Linked DNA regions of Mus musculus: region 1 is linked to region 2. A link is a contact called in public HiChIP or PLAC-seq data. All regions are on one chromosome and are shown on one strand. Each heading gives the region's core, a stretch centred on a gene start, on an enhancer-like site or on the middle of the called end of the contact. The rest is flanking DNA. Distances are from core to core; before and after follow the strand shown.

The links. HiChIP or PLAC-seq counts read pairs in DNA pulled down with a chosen protein or histone mark.
Region 1: an H3K4me3 HiChIP or PLAC-seq map of bone marrow-derived macrophages shows a contact between it and region 2, with 6 times the contacts expected there. The contact joins two enhancer-like sites. A contact is called at or near these places in 2 of 484 Hi-C or Micro-C datasets (bone marrow-derived macrophages and nephron progenitors) and 4 of 115 datasets of contacts at active chromatin or transcription factors (the 230-238 cell line, bone marrow-derived macrophages, embryonic stem cells and 1 more).

Annotation. Positions count from the first base shown.
Region 1 is chr16:92,845,217-92,851,818 of GRCm38.p6, forward strand. No RefSeq gene overlaps it. Among named protein-coding and RNA genes, the nearest start is that of Runx1, 22 kb to the left of the region's middle. Within about 2 kb of position 2,740, at least 14 of the 459 cell types and tissues checked have an H3K27ac peak or open chromatin away from gene starts, as enhancers often do. A contact at or near this core is called in bone marrow-derived macrophages, where this site is marked.
Region 2 is chr16:93,029,502-93,035,482 of GRCm38.p6, forward strand. No RefSeq gene overlaps it. Among named protein-coding and RNA genes, the nearest start is that of Gm41499, 76 kb to the left of the region's middle. Within about 2 kb of position 2,295, at least 65 of the 459 cell types and tissues checked have an H3K27ac peak or open chromatin away from gene starts, as enhancers often do. A contact at or near this core is called in bone marrow-derived macrophages, where this site is marked.

The DNA.
Region 1 (6,602 bases), core at 1,490-3,989, 180 kb before region 2:
AGTCCCAGGCGCAAGCGCACACAGTCCTTAAGTCCAGTGGAGACAGGTTGGACTCAGCTAGTTCATCCCTTCCCTGTCCCGTGTATAGAAGGTGGCCTTGGATGGAGGCTCCTTCCCGTGGACTTGCTTGGGCTCTCAGTTGTCAGAGCAAAATGGCTGATGGCTGCTTTAGTTAGGGATCTGGGAATGACCGCGCAGGGCAATCTGGTGCAGATCTGGCCAGCAGCAGCAGCTACGCGGTGGTGGAAAAGACAGTGCTATCCTGTTTTCATTAAGTATATTTATAAACACACTGAACATGAAACATTTTCCCTTTCTTCACAGTGATGGATGATTATATATCTATGAAATGTTTTCATTTATTTGGCGCCAGGGTAATCAAAATCAGTTGAAACTGTCCCAGGGAAGGGAGCGAAAACAAGGCAGCCTGGGACAGCCCCGGCCGCTTCCCTCTTGCTCTCTGGGTAGGAGCTGCCTGGCAGAGAGGGTCCTTCACAGAGGAACCAGCTCTTGGGAGGGGTAATTGCTCCCAGCCCTGTTCATGGCTGCAGTCCACCAAAGCTGCAGCTAGGAAGAGCTTTCAAAGAGCTCGCCTGCCTTCTGGAAGCAGCGTGGGAGCAGCGGGGCCAGCCTGTGCGTGACTCTGTTTAGGCTGAGAGGGGACTTCGTCCCAGAAAACCTTTGTGAATGAAACGAAGCGGGCTTTCATGTCTGCCCTGGCCCGTGTTCTGGGTCAGGCGCCCTGATCTCCAACATCCTGTTTAAACTGGCGTTTTCCACTACATACAGACAAAACTATTTCTATTCTGAGCGTTTCGTGATTGCATAGAGACTAGCAATGGGGATTAGGTAGGGATGCAGGGTGGCCCTGCTGGGGAGAGACATACAGAAAGCAGACGCTCGCTCCTCTGCTTTTGATGTTTCTTTCTTCCCCCTCTTCTTTTCTTTTTCTCTTTTGGACAGCTACAGGACTTAGATCGGTGCTTTACAAGTTCAGCCTTCAGTCGAGGAGGCCACTGTTTTAGTGAGTTTATCCAGCCTAAACCACAGGATAATGTTGTTCGCTTCTGGTCCTTGCCTTTGCCTTTTGGTTCCAACATGGACCTGTTGACGGGCCAGAATTAAAACCTCAGTGCAAGAAAGAAAAACAGAATGTCCCTGGCCATCACTCATCACCTTTAAGGGAATTAAGTTGACTGTCAGGGCAGGAAAAAAACCTTCACCTTGTGGATATGTCCAAGAAACTGTTTAAGAGAATGGAGGGATTTCTCTGTGGTTTGTTACGGTAGAAATAGGCTACTAGCATGGTGAGGGATACATTCGACACTCATCTGGCTTATTTTCCTGAGAGCTTAAGTTAACTGAGTAAATAGTCCTTTTCATTTTCCAGACTTCTTAAGGAGTAGAAAGGGTCTAGAGCCAGACTGCTTGCTGTTAAAAGGCGACAAAATTGTGAGCATGTGCTTCCACCATTTTGACCTTGTGGAACGGAGCAGGCAGTAAGGGAGCATGGAAAAACCAAGTGAAGTAAATCCTTTTTATCAATAAATTAATAAACGATTTCATTTTTGGAGGGTGACCTTTGAGGCCATCTGTTTTCTTAGTTCTAAGAAAATTTTAACTGTCTCCCAGCACCCTAGATAAATTCGCGTTTCCTGGTTCCAGGCTGAGCGGTCCCTCCCTGTGGTCTCTTAAGCTCGGACAGTAGAGTTGATGAGCTCAATCTGATTTGCCCTGCACGCTGCTGGAGCACACATCACACACTTGTAAGGATGCGATTGGAATAAAAATAGTCACCTTAAGATGTGTCTGACACAAACAAGAGCGTCTTCTCGGGAGGTACCATGGGGCGTCTCTGGCCCTTGATTAGCCAATGAGGTTTCCCATTTCTTAAGTTGCCACTTTTGCCTATAAAGTCGGAAGTTGTCCAGTTTCTAAAAGTAACTAAGGTTGAAAGTGATATAAGGGCTTAAGCTATTTAAAATTGCTTCTGGGGTGCCAGCACAGCTTTAGAAAGACAAACTATATCCGTTTTTTCTCGATGCTAGGATGAAACACCTTAACCTAAAGCAGCTTGGGGAGGAAAGGGTTAATTGGCTTAGACTTCTACACCACTGTCAACTATCAAAGCAAAGCAGGCCGGGAATTCAAGGCAGGAACCTAGAAGCAGGCACCGCGGAAACAGAAGCCGTGGAGGAAAGGGGCTTATTGGCTTGGTCTGCCCACTTTCTTATACAATCCAGGACCACGTGCCCAGGGGTGGAACCACCCTTTCTGGGATTGGTCCCCTGGGATGGGCCTTCCCGCACCACTTAATAATCAAGGAAGTAGTCCAGGAACTTGCCTACAAGCCCAGCCAATCTGATGGAGGCATTTTTTTTCCAGCTGAAGTTCCCTCTTCCCAGATGGCCTTCGCTTGTGTCAAGTTGGCAAAGGCTAATCAGCACACAAATGGCTGGAAAAAAAAATCCATGTCCTATATCAGTTTTTCATAATTAAAAACTAGCTAATGTGATTTAAATATATATTAGTAGTAATTATAAAGGAATATGAGAGAAATATGCTTTGACCCAAAAAGATAGATTGAGTAATTTTCAAGATGGTGACCTTGACTTTGAACGTTTAGCTTTTCAATTAGTTGGTGTGAAACCTGGTACTTTACTAAGAGGGGAACTAATTAATTCAGTAACAGGCAGAGACCCAAGTTCCTCCCAGGGAGATAAGATGACATCACCACAGAGTCTGAGGAGGCAGTATGCAGCTATAACTTCAGATCAGCCAATCATACTGACTGAGATAGAGTGAGTACAGCCAATTGTGATCACTCATCTTCCTTCAAAAACCCTATTATGTCAGCCTCCAGAAAAAAGCCCGATGAGCCGAGAGGGGCATCCAGCCAAGTCTTACACAAATCCCTATGATACATTTAACTCTGGATAAATAGATCATTTCACTGACTTCTGTGGCAGAGAGATCCACTGAATGGTATGATGTTGGTGTCTTCCTAAGGAATGTATTTCCACCATTACAGCCAAACTGACTTGTTTAAAAGGAACTTAGTTTTTTTCTTTCTTTCTGTTTTTATAGGCATTTCAGCTAGTTTCATTCAATTTTTATCTAAAGTGGGAGCACGTTCTCAGATATTGTATATGAACGTCGAGGAAGACCCTTACTCAGAGTTTAGCTTCATCTACGTTATTAACTATCATTTCTGGCCAGCATGCTACACATTTCTTAATAGTGAGATGCTCTTATTCCTTCTTGGTCAGTGTGCAGCAGGCTCCATGGCCCTTGTTTCTGCTCATCACTTCTTCAGTGTTTGGCTTCACTCCCACACACTTCCTGCTCTCCCAAGCATCTCAGTACCTCTCATTCCTACTACAGAACATTCCAGGTCTTTATGTAGGCCCAAGACCTCACACACTTCTCCACCCAGCTATACTTAGCTGAGCCTTTACAATTTGTGAACGTCCTAGACATTTTTACCGCTACAGTGAAGGGCAACATACTGGGTAGTTTATAAACAACAGGTGCCCGTTTGACTCAGAGTTCTGGAGGCTGGGAAGTCCAAGAGAATGGTACATGCAGGTGAAGGGCTTGGGGCTAATGAAGGATGGAAATAATGGGAGGCAGAAGGGCAAGAGAAATAGATGTAGAAAAGGCCAAATATGCTTTTATGCCAGTGCACTATCGAAATAAGTATACCCTAGTCAACAACATTGGCCATTTCCCGAAGACAAAGCCCATGAGGTAATGAGGCCAACCCACATATGTAGGCCATGCCCACACACGGAGGCCACGCCCACACGGAGGCCACGCCCACGCATGGAGGTCACACTCACACATGGAGGTCAGGCCCGCTCATGAAGGCCACTGAAGTCCTCTTACTAAGTCCTCCTCCCCAGCACTGTTGGAGATTAACTTCCCAACACCTGATCTTGAGGGATTCAGTCAAACCACGTCATCCTATATAAAGTAAAAAAATGGGTCCCTTGTTCAAAACTCACGAAGAATGTCAAAATGGCGGCTGAACGGCCTTAAACCAAGGGTGAGCACGGGAGCTTGGGCAGGCTCTCAGGGTACATGCTGGAGAAGCTGGAGCGGACTATACCAGCAACCATACTCTCACATGCATCCCTCGCAGGCATGCAACATAAGACGTTCTTAGAGCACGTGGACTTTGGCTCCTTTTACTAAATCCCCTTTTAACCCAACACCAAGTTCTGAACATCCGTGTTCAGAACTCAGATCTGAGTGCTTTCTTTCCTCCCTTGATCCGAGTAAGGACACACACACCCATTTCCTGCAGTCTGAGTGACTTGTTCATTCAAAGGCCGTGCTAATTAGTTTTCTGCTTTTAAGTACACTATATAGAAAACTAAAAGTAATGAGGAAGAAAAAACTCATTACCCACAACATGGCAACAGTTAACGGCAAATGCTGTTTTACTTTGCTTTCTGCTGATGAGATAAAATGTTCTGGTCAAACGCAACTAGTGAAGGAAAGGAATTTTTGGCTTCTATCTGCAAATCACAGCCCATTGCTGATGGAAGTAAAGGCAGGAGCCAAGGCAGGAACCACAGAGGAAGGCTGCATACCAGCTTACTTCCTGTCTTGTGACAAGTTTCTTGTACAGCACAGATCCATCCACCTGGCTAACATGGTACCGCCCACAGTGGGCACAGGGGACTGGGCTCTTCCACATCAACCATCAGTCAAGACCCTCTCTTACAGACATGGACACAGGCTAGTTTGATCCCTATCGAAATGCCCTTTTCCCAGGAGACTCTAGGTTGATTAAAAACTAACCAGCACACCTACTATTCAGATTTTTCTATGCACCCTTCTAAACTGTATTTTTTTCTATACATTTTTTATGTAAGAGTTTGTATAGGCTTGTGTGTGCTTTTCAAGGCTAAAGTGGGGTCACATGATCTTTCTTTCACTTAGCAATGGCAACACAAGCCATTTGTATGTTAAGAAATATCTGTAAAGTGTTCTGTCTACATAGCAATTGACATCATAATCTCCCATGGTTGGCTAAGGATTATAGGGGTGAGTGAGAGGTGTTCAGCAGAAAACAATGACAATACAATCAGTGCTAACAGCTTTTGCTGCTGTAACTTCTACTCCACATTAATCCAAAGCAATCGATTATTCAAGCCAATGTGAAATCTGAACCCAGGTCCACGCAAAGGTAGAGGTAGCCCAGGACCTGCAGGGACCTGTGATTTACAGCTTGGTGCAGAAGAAAGGCTCCAGCGCCTGCACATCCTCCAGAGACTTGGACACTGCAGGCTTGGCAGTTGTTCTGCTGTGGAGAGAAGGGAGCCAGAAGAGTTCCTGAAAGAGAGAGTGGGGACTGAGATTTGCAGTGGTGTTGACAAGTGATGAACAGGGCAGCTCCTGAGCCAAGGAAGTGTCACCGTAGAAACAATCCTCTCACTAATGGCCAGTCTTCTGGTCGCAGTCAGTTAGTTCACACACTGGGAGGATCTAGCCAAGCTCTTCTTACTTATGAGAGACAAATGCAGAGAGAGGGGTTGGTTTCCATCTTCAGCAGCCCAGTGTTTTAAATTCCCTGGCCATATGTCTTCAAGAGAGAATTTAGGACAATTTTAGTACTATACTTCTTAGAAAACTTTTTTTTTTTTTTAACAAAAATCACTTGTATATTATTTCCTTGATGTCAAGCAGTTTACTCTTATGAGACAGCCCCCTAGTGCTTACTCACTTGGTTTGTGATAGACATTCCGAGTACAGAAGCCTCATTCTCAATGAGGATGGGAAATGTTCCTGGTACTTACATCAGATCAAAGAATCGCACAATGTGTTACAGCAGCTTACTGGGTACTCATACAGACTGAAAAATGAGCCTTCCTGGTGGTACACCAGAAGAGGTTGCATCAAATGGCCACCAACTTAGTGGCCTCTAAGAACGAAAGATTATTCTTTCAATAGTATTGGAATCCTGAAGTCCACAATCAAGGTTGTATGCAGGGCTATCTTTGTCTCTCCCTTACTCCATTGCTCCAGGTGTCCCTGGGCTGTATCACTTCAGTCTCTGCCTTCATCTTCTCAAGGCCTCCTCTGTGTCTGTATTGTCACCTCTGTCCCTAACCAGGACACTTGCCTATAGAGAAAGTCCCTTGTGTACTGTATGGATGCAGTAGCTATCAGTTAAAGTTGATTGTCCTGAAGCAGAGGCAGGAAATAGAAGGTGGGACATCCTATAGGCAGAAAGGATTCTGGGACAGAGCGAAGCTCGGGACATTGGCACAGGAACATGGAAGAGGGCAGAAGCATGGGGGCTGAGCAGAGGTAACCAGCCACATGGCAGAACTTAGGTCAGAATAAAATTGTGAGTTTATTCTAATCGGAGAATTAATTCTAGTTGGAGAATAAGCCAAAGCTTATGCCCAAGATGTTTGTATTTGAATATTTTAAGTGTCAGAGTTGTTATTCTGGGAACTTTGGGACGGAGGGAAACCCCTGTCTTTATTCTTGCCATTGGAATTAAGGCTTACCGGGATATCCAGGGTGATCTCATCTCAAGATCATTAACCAACGCTATAAAGACCTTGATCTAGATATCTTGACCT
Region 2 (5,981 bases), core at 1,045-3,544:
GCAGCTCAACTCCAGCCCCAGATCAAATCCATACTGTTGGCTACTGTACCAATGTGCCTTTGTGACACTCCCCCAAACCTGGACTTCAGAGTCCCTCCATGGCTACCATTGGGTAAAGGTCAGACTGGGAAACAGGTGGAGGAAGGAGGCCGAATGTCTGCACGGCAGGTGTGTCAGCTTCTTCTTCTCCCATCATTCCTCCCCCCACCCCCTGCCTCTCTCTTTGTTTACTTTTAAATGGGGAGGGGGAAAGCTGAGATAAAACATTTCATGAGTAATACTTCAAGATGCATTTGATTAAATTCTTGAAATGAGGTGTATAAGAGATTAGAAAAACGTGCCTGTGTTTCTATGTGTGTATGCATGAGCATGCATGTGTGCCTGTGTTTCTATGTGTGTATGCATGAGCATGCATGTGTGCCTGTGCGTGTGCATAAGCATGCATGTGTGCCTGTGTGTGTGCCTAAGCATGCATGTGTGCCTGTGTGTGTTCATAAGCATGCATGTGTATCTGTGTGTGCACAAGCGTACATGTAACCATTGAGTTTCCTGATAGTCCTGATGTGTTGTTTTATTTCTAAGTGATAACATAATTATCCTGGAGGAATGCAAGTGACAAAACTTTCAATACGCCATAGCTTATTAAGGGAACTTAAGATGGGCAGGAGGGTTGGTTCAGCAGTGCACAACACTTGTTGATCTTGCAGAGGATGAAGGTTTGATATCCAGCAACTATGTGGCAGCTCATGACCAACTATTCTTGGGCATACACAATTCTCTTCTGGCTTCTGTGGGCACTGCACACACATAGCTTATATACACACATGCAGACAAAAAACCCTCCTACACATAAAATGAAAATTCTTATAAAAAGTGCACTGATTGCAAACATTTAGAAGTAAAATTAGAGCATGTTTCTTTTGGAATTGGAGCTCAGTTTCAAACTAAACCTAAGCCAGGCACTTGTCATACGTTGGATTGCTTCTTCCTAAAACAGTTATGCTGAAAGCTTCCAGCCCCACCTGTTAAATGTTTCTGTATTTGGAAAGAGGGTTTTCATAAATATAAGCAAATTGTCTTCAAAATGGACCCTTAGGAGCTGGGGAGATGATTCAGTGAGTAAGATGTGCACTACAGACTTGAGTTCAGAACCTCAACATCCCTAGAAAAAGGAGGCCAAGGCCACAACTACCTGCAATCCTAGCAGAGATAGGAGGATTCCTGTGGCCAGAAATTCTTTCCAAAATGCTGAGTTCCTGACCCAGCAAAAGGCCCTGCCTTAAAATATAGGATGTAGAGTAAGAGAGAGAAGCACCAGATAGCAACATCTGGCCTTCACAAGCATGCACACATACATGTATACACACATACACACATACATACACTCACACACACAAATGCACACACATGCATACACGCACAGGTGGGGCTGGAAGCTTTCAGCATAACTGTTTTAGGAAGAAGCGATCCAACGTATGACAAGTGCCTGGCTTAGGTTTAGTTTGAAACTGAGCTCCAATTCCAAAAGAAACATGCTCTAATTTTACTTCTAAACGTTTGCAACACACACACATGCATACACGTACACACACGCACAAATGCACGCACATGCACAAATGCATGCACACACAAAATACACATGCACAAACATATGCACGCATATCCATACATACAACTGCACACACATATGCACACCTGTTATGTGTGCATATGACATACACATGCACACATACACGTGTACACACACATGCACACACATGCACAAATGCATGCACACACAAATACACATGCACACACATATGCACACACACAACTGCATAATACAACTCTACACATATGGACACACTCATGCACACATACACATGTACAGACATGCACACACATATACACAATACATACACATATACATGCACACACATGCACACATATACACACATGCACACACATATACATACATGTACACACACACACACACAAAAGATGGTCCCTAATCTAAATATGTGCACAGACACACAGGTAGAAGGCCACAGTACAACCCAGAGACTGGGCAATGCAGCCACTTGAGGAGGGGTGCCAAGAATTTTCAATTACCGCAACCCCAGAAGATATCAGGAGTGGTCCAATCCATGTGGCCTGGCTCATGCCAGAATGTCAGAATTTTGGGAGAACTCTCTAACCCTCCCATGAGACGTCCATGGAATTTTAATATGGCGGCCCCATGTAGCTGATTCCAGGCTTCAGGCTGTGGAGGAAGGGTGTTGATGGAGAACTGATCACACACTTGGGGAAAGAGGAAGAGAAGTAAGTAGCTGTGACACAGGAGGGGTGATGTGTTCTGGAAAAAGAGGAAGTCTTGACGCATCTACTTTTCTTGTTTTCGTTTTCTTGGAATTCAAAATACTTAGAAAAGGGCTCCTGCAAAGTGCGTGTTGCAGGCAAGAAAATTGATCCATAAATCTGTCTGGAGGTCTAAAGTTTCATCAAAGTAGGTTAGACACTTTGTAAAACAGAACCAACCACTACAAAAATCACCAAGAGGAATGTAAGTCCATGCCACCAGCGTTGGGCTTTTAAAAGAAGGAACACATTTTAGGGAGTTTCCTCTTGGAACATTTCTCTCTGATTCTAACCTGTGGGCAGGATTGTCCTCCATTCTGCTGTCTCCATGGAAACAACACTTAGAGATCTTTATGTCAGCAGTGAATGAGACCAGGAGAGCATTAGGTAATAGTGCCTGGATGGCCACAGCAAGAAATGTGCATTATTTGCATAATCTACATAAAATGCTGTAGAGGGTGCTGGGCAGGTTTTCCAGTGAAGTCCTTCTCTTGTCCCTGAGAAGAAATGGAGGGGCCTCTTCACTGGCTGATGGACAGGACAGTCATGGCACAGGGAAGGGCAGGTGGCTCTGCTGCACTATGTCCCCAGGTAATGGCTGTGCACTGAGTCTGAGCATACTCACAAGTTCAATGCCAGACCTGGCCTCTGCTTCTGTTTTAGCCTAGGGCCTGCTTTTCCTTTTGATCCAGCATCCCATTGACTGAAATGAATAGTGCCTGCCCTCTACCAGAACATGGCCACTTCTCAGAGCATTAGCATATGCCAACAAAGGCAATCTATTTTCGAGTTAGTCTTTTTTATTCTTAGGAGGAGAAACCCATACTGCTTTTAGAGAGATGGACAGGTGGAGCTACTCCCAGAGAGATAAGGAGATCTTACAAGGATGCTTTCAGAGCAAGAGGAACTGGGGAGGTATGTCTCGGTTCCCTGTTAGGTGACAAGGGCCATGCCTTCGCAGGAGACTGACCACACTGACTCTCCTCAGTTCATGGCTTCCTTCCCTCTATCCCATCTTCCACATGCCCCTGGGTAAGGATGCCTTTCTCAAGGGTGAACAAACACCTTGATGGTTTCTGGTTCCCCATGGAACTACACTAACCCTATAGTACCTCTGCCAGGCAGAGCACACATTCTCAGATTTTAAATGGCCACAGCAAGCACAGTGCCAACCTCCATCTTCTCTTCATCTTCTACCCGTCAGAAACATGTCCCTTTGGTCACCCATGCTCAGATCACCACCAGCAAGGGCTGCAACTGCCCTGTCAGGTCTGTATTCCAAATCTGTAACGTCCATACCCTGGCAAAGGTCCTTGCCACTCCAAGGTCACCAGTGTCTATGTTTCTGCCAGAATGAGGCTAGCCTCAGTGGTACATGAACCCACTCCACCCTCCAGCTTAAAACCTCTCCACTGTTTCCCCAGGGGGATTAGCACTCCTGAGATCCCAGATAACTCCATCAGGCCACTGCTTGTTCCTTAACATGAAGCTGTATTTCATGCCTTGATCATGAAATTCACTGATAGATATTTGAGCTGTTCTCAAATTTTACACTTCTCCAGCAGTGACTTTCAGGGGATATGGTTTGAGTGTGTAATGTCCCCCACAGGCTCATGTGTATGAACACTTTGTTCCAGCAGGTGCCTCTGTTGAGGAGTTTATGGAATCAGAGGGCGTTGGTTGGAAGATTTGTGTCACTGGAGATGGGGCCCGTGAGGATCATACCTACTTCTGGTGCAGGCTGAGCTCTTTTCTTCCTGGCAGCTACAGGAATGTGACTGATGGCTACAAGATCCTATTGCTATGTTCTTCCTACCTCATGGACCACATTCTCCAACCCAGTAGCCGGAATAAGCCTTCGCCCTTAAGTTGCTTGTATCAGATATTTTATGCTAGCGTATGGGGAGGTAATGGTGCAGCAATGTGTGTCTCTGCAGTGCACATATATGGAATGGCTGTGTTATGGGGGAGGCATATGGCTTGTTTTAAGAGATTATTGCTCTAGCTTTGTTTTAATTTTTTCATTTTTATTTGCATCTTTCCTAGTAGAATTAATCTCTGTAAAGGTAAGTGCCTGTTCACACATTTATTTCTTTTTTTTTAAGTGTATGTGTGTGGTTTGTACACATGTTGGGGGTGCGTTGTGGAGGTCAGAGGCAGGTGTAGGGTCTGGGACTACAGGTGGCTGTGAGCTGCCTGACATGGGTGGTAGAAACCAAAGACCAGTCCTATGCACAGGCAGCAAGTGTTCTTAGCCACTCAGCCACTTCTATGTACTCCAGTTACTATTTGTTGAAACCAGAAGTGTGAGATTCTGCGCACAGCAGGCTCCTAATTCCTCATTTTAGTTGTTGGTTTTACTTCCGTGCTTCTTACTGCAGGGCTTCCACTCACCCACTTAAGAGCCACATTGTGTCTGCAGCAGTTACTGCAAATTCCAGGGAGAGTGGCCTTAGGAAATCCTCCCACCATTCTTGTTTGACCCTACACCATAACAACAAGACTCCACTCGGGGCCTCCACAGAGCTTCACACACACACACACACACACACACACACACACACACACACATGCCAATCAAGTTTGTTAAGAGTTAAAGTTGCAAATCAGAGTACAGCGAGCCTCTGGGGGAGATGCTGTAAGGCTGGACTCTTAACACAGAGGTAGTTAGCACACACGTGTCTGTGCAATGCCTGGTATAAAACTAGTACTCAGCAGGTACTTTGCTCTTATGTATTTCCATTTAACTGCTTTGCCTGTACTGCTGGTATCATAAAACCTCATTGCTATTTTCTGGTTAGACCATTGAATACCCACCAAAAGGCCAGCACAGTGGGAAACCACTAGTTTCTGTTTCTATGGGTCCAATGCCATTTGGAGAAAGGTGGAAAAATATATATATATGGAGATAGATAGATAGATAGATAGATAGATAGATAGATAGATAGCTATATGATAGATTGATAGATGATAGGTTGATTGATAGGTAGATGATTGATAGATAATAGATAGATGATAGATTGATAGATGATGATGGTAGATGGTAGATGATAGGTAGATAGATAGATAGATAGATAGATAGATAGATAGATAGATAGATAGATAGAAGATACATGATAGATGGTAGATAGATGATAGATGACAGATAGTTACATAGATAGGTGATATAGATGTCCTTAATAAAAGAACAGTTAGCTGGTGTCTGCAGTAGCAATAATGCATTATTTAAGTAGGTAATGAAGGCTGTATAGACTTAGGTTGACACTTGGCCTCAATACCTGTAAATCAATCTCTGATGAACTACCTTGAAGTGTTCCCATGACCCTCCCACAAGGACTCACAGCTGCCAACCAATGGGATAAGGCAAAGACGGCTGGATACATAAGACTGGTAATTATATATGAGTCTCTCTCTCTCTCTCTCTCTCTCTCTCTCTCTCTCTCTCTCTCTCCTCCCCCTCCCCCTCTCCCTCTCTCTCTCCCTTTCTCTCCCCCCCCCTCTCTCTCCTGACCTTAAGGAACCTTAAGCCTTTAAGGAAGTAAGTAAGTAGGAAGAAATTCACACACTAGGCAATTTCAAACATTAAGGAATAACTAAGCATCCCCGAGTCTAGCGAGGCTTCCAGCTGACACCTTGCATACAGT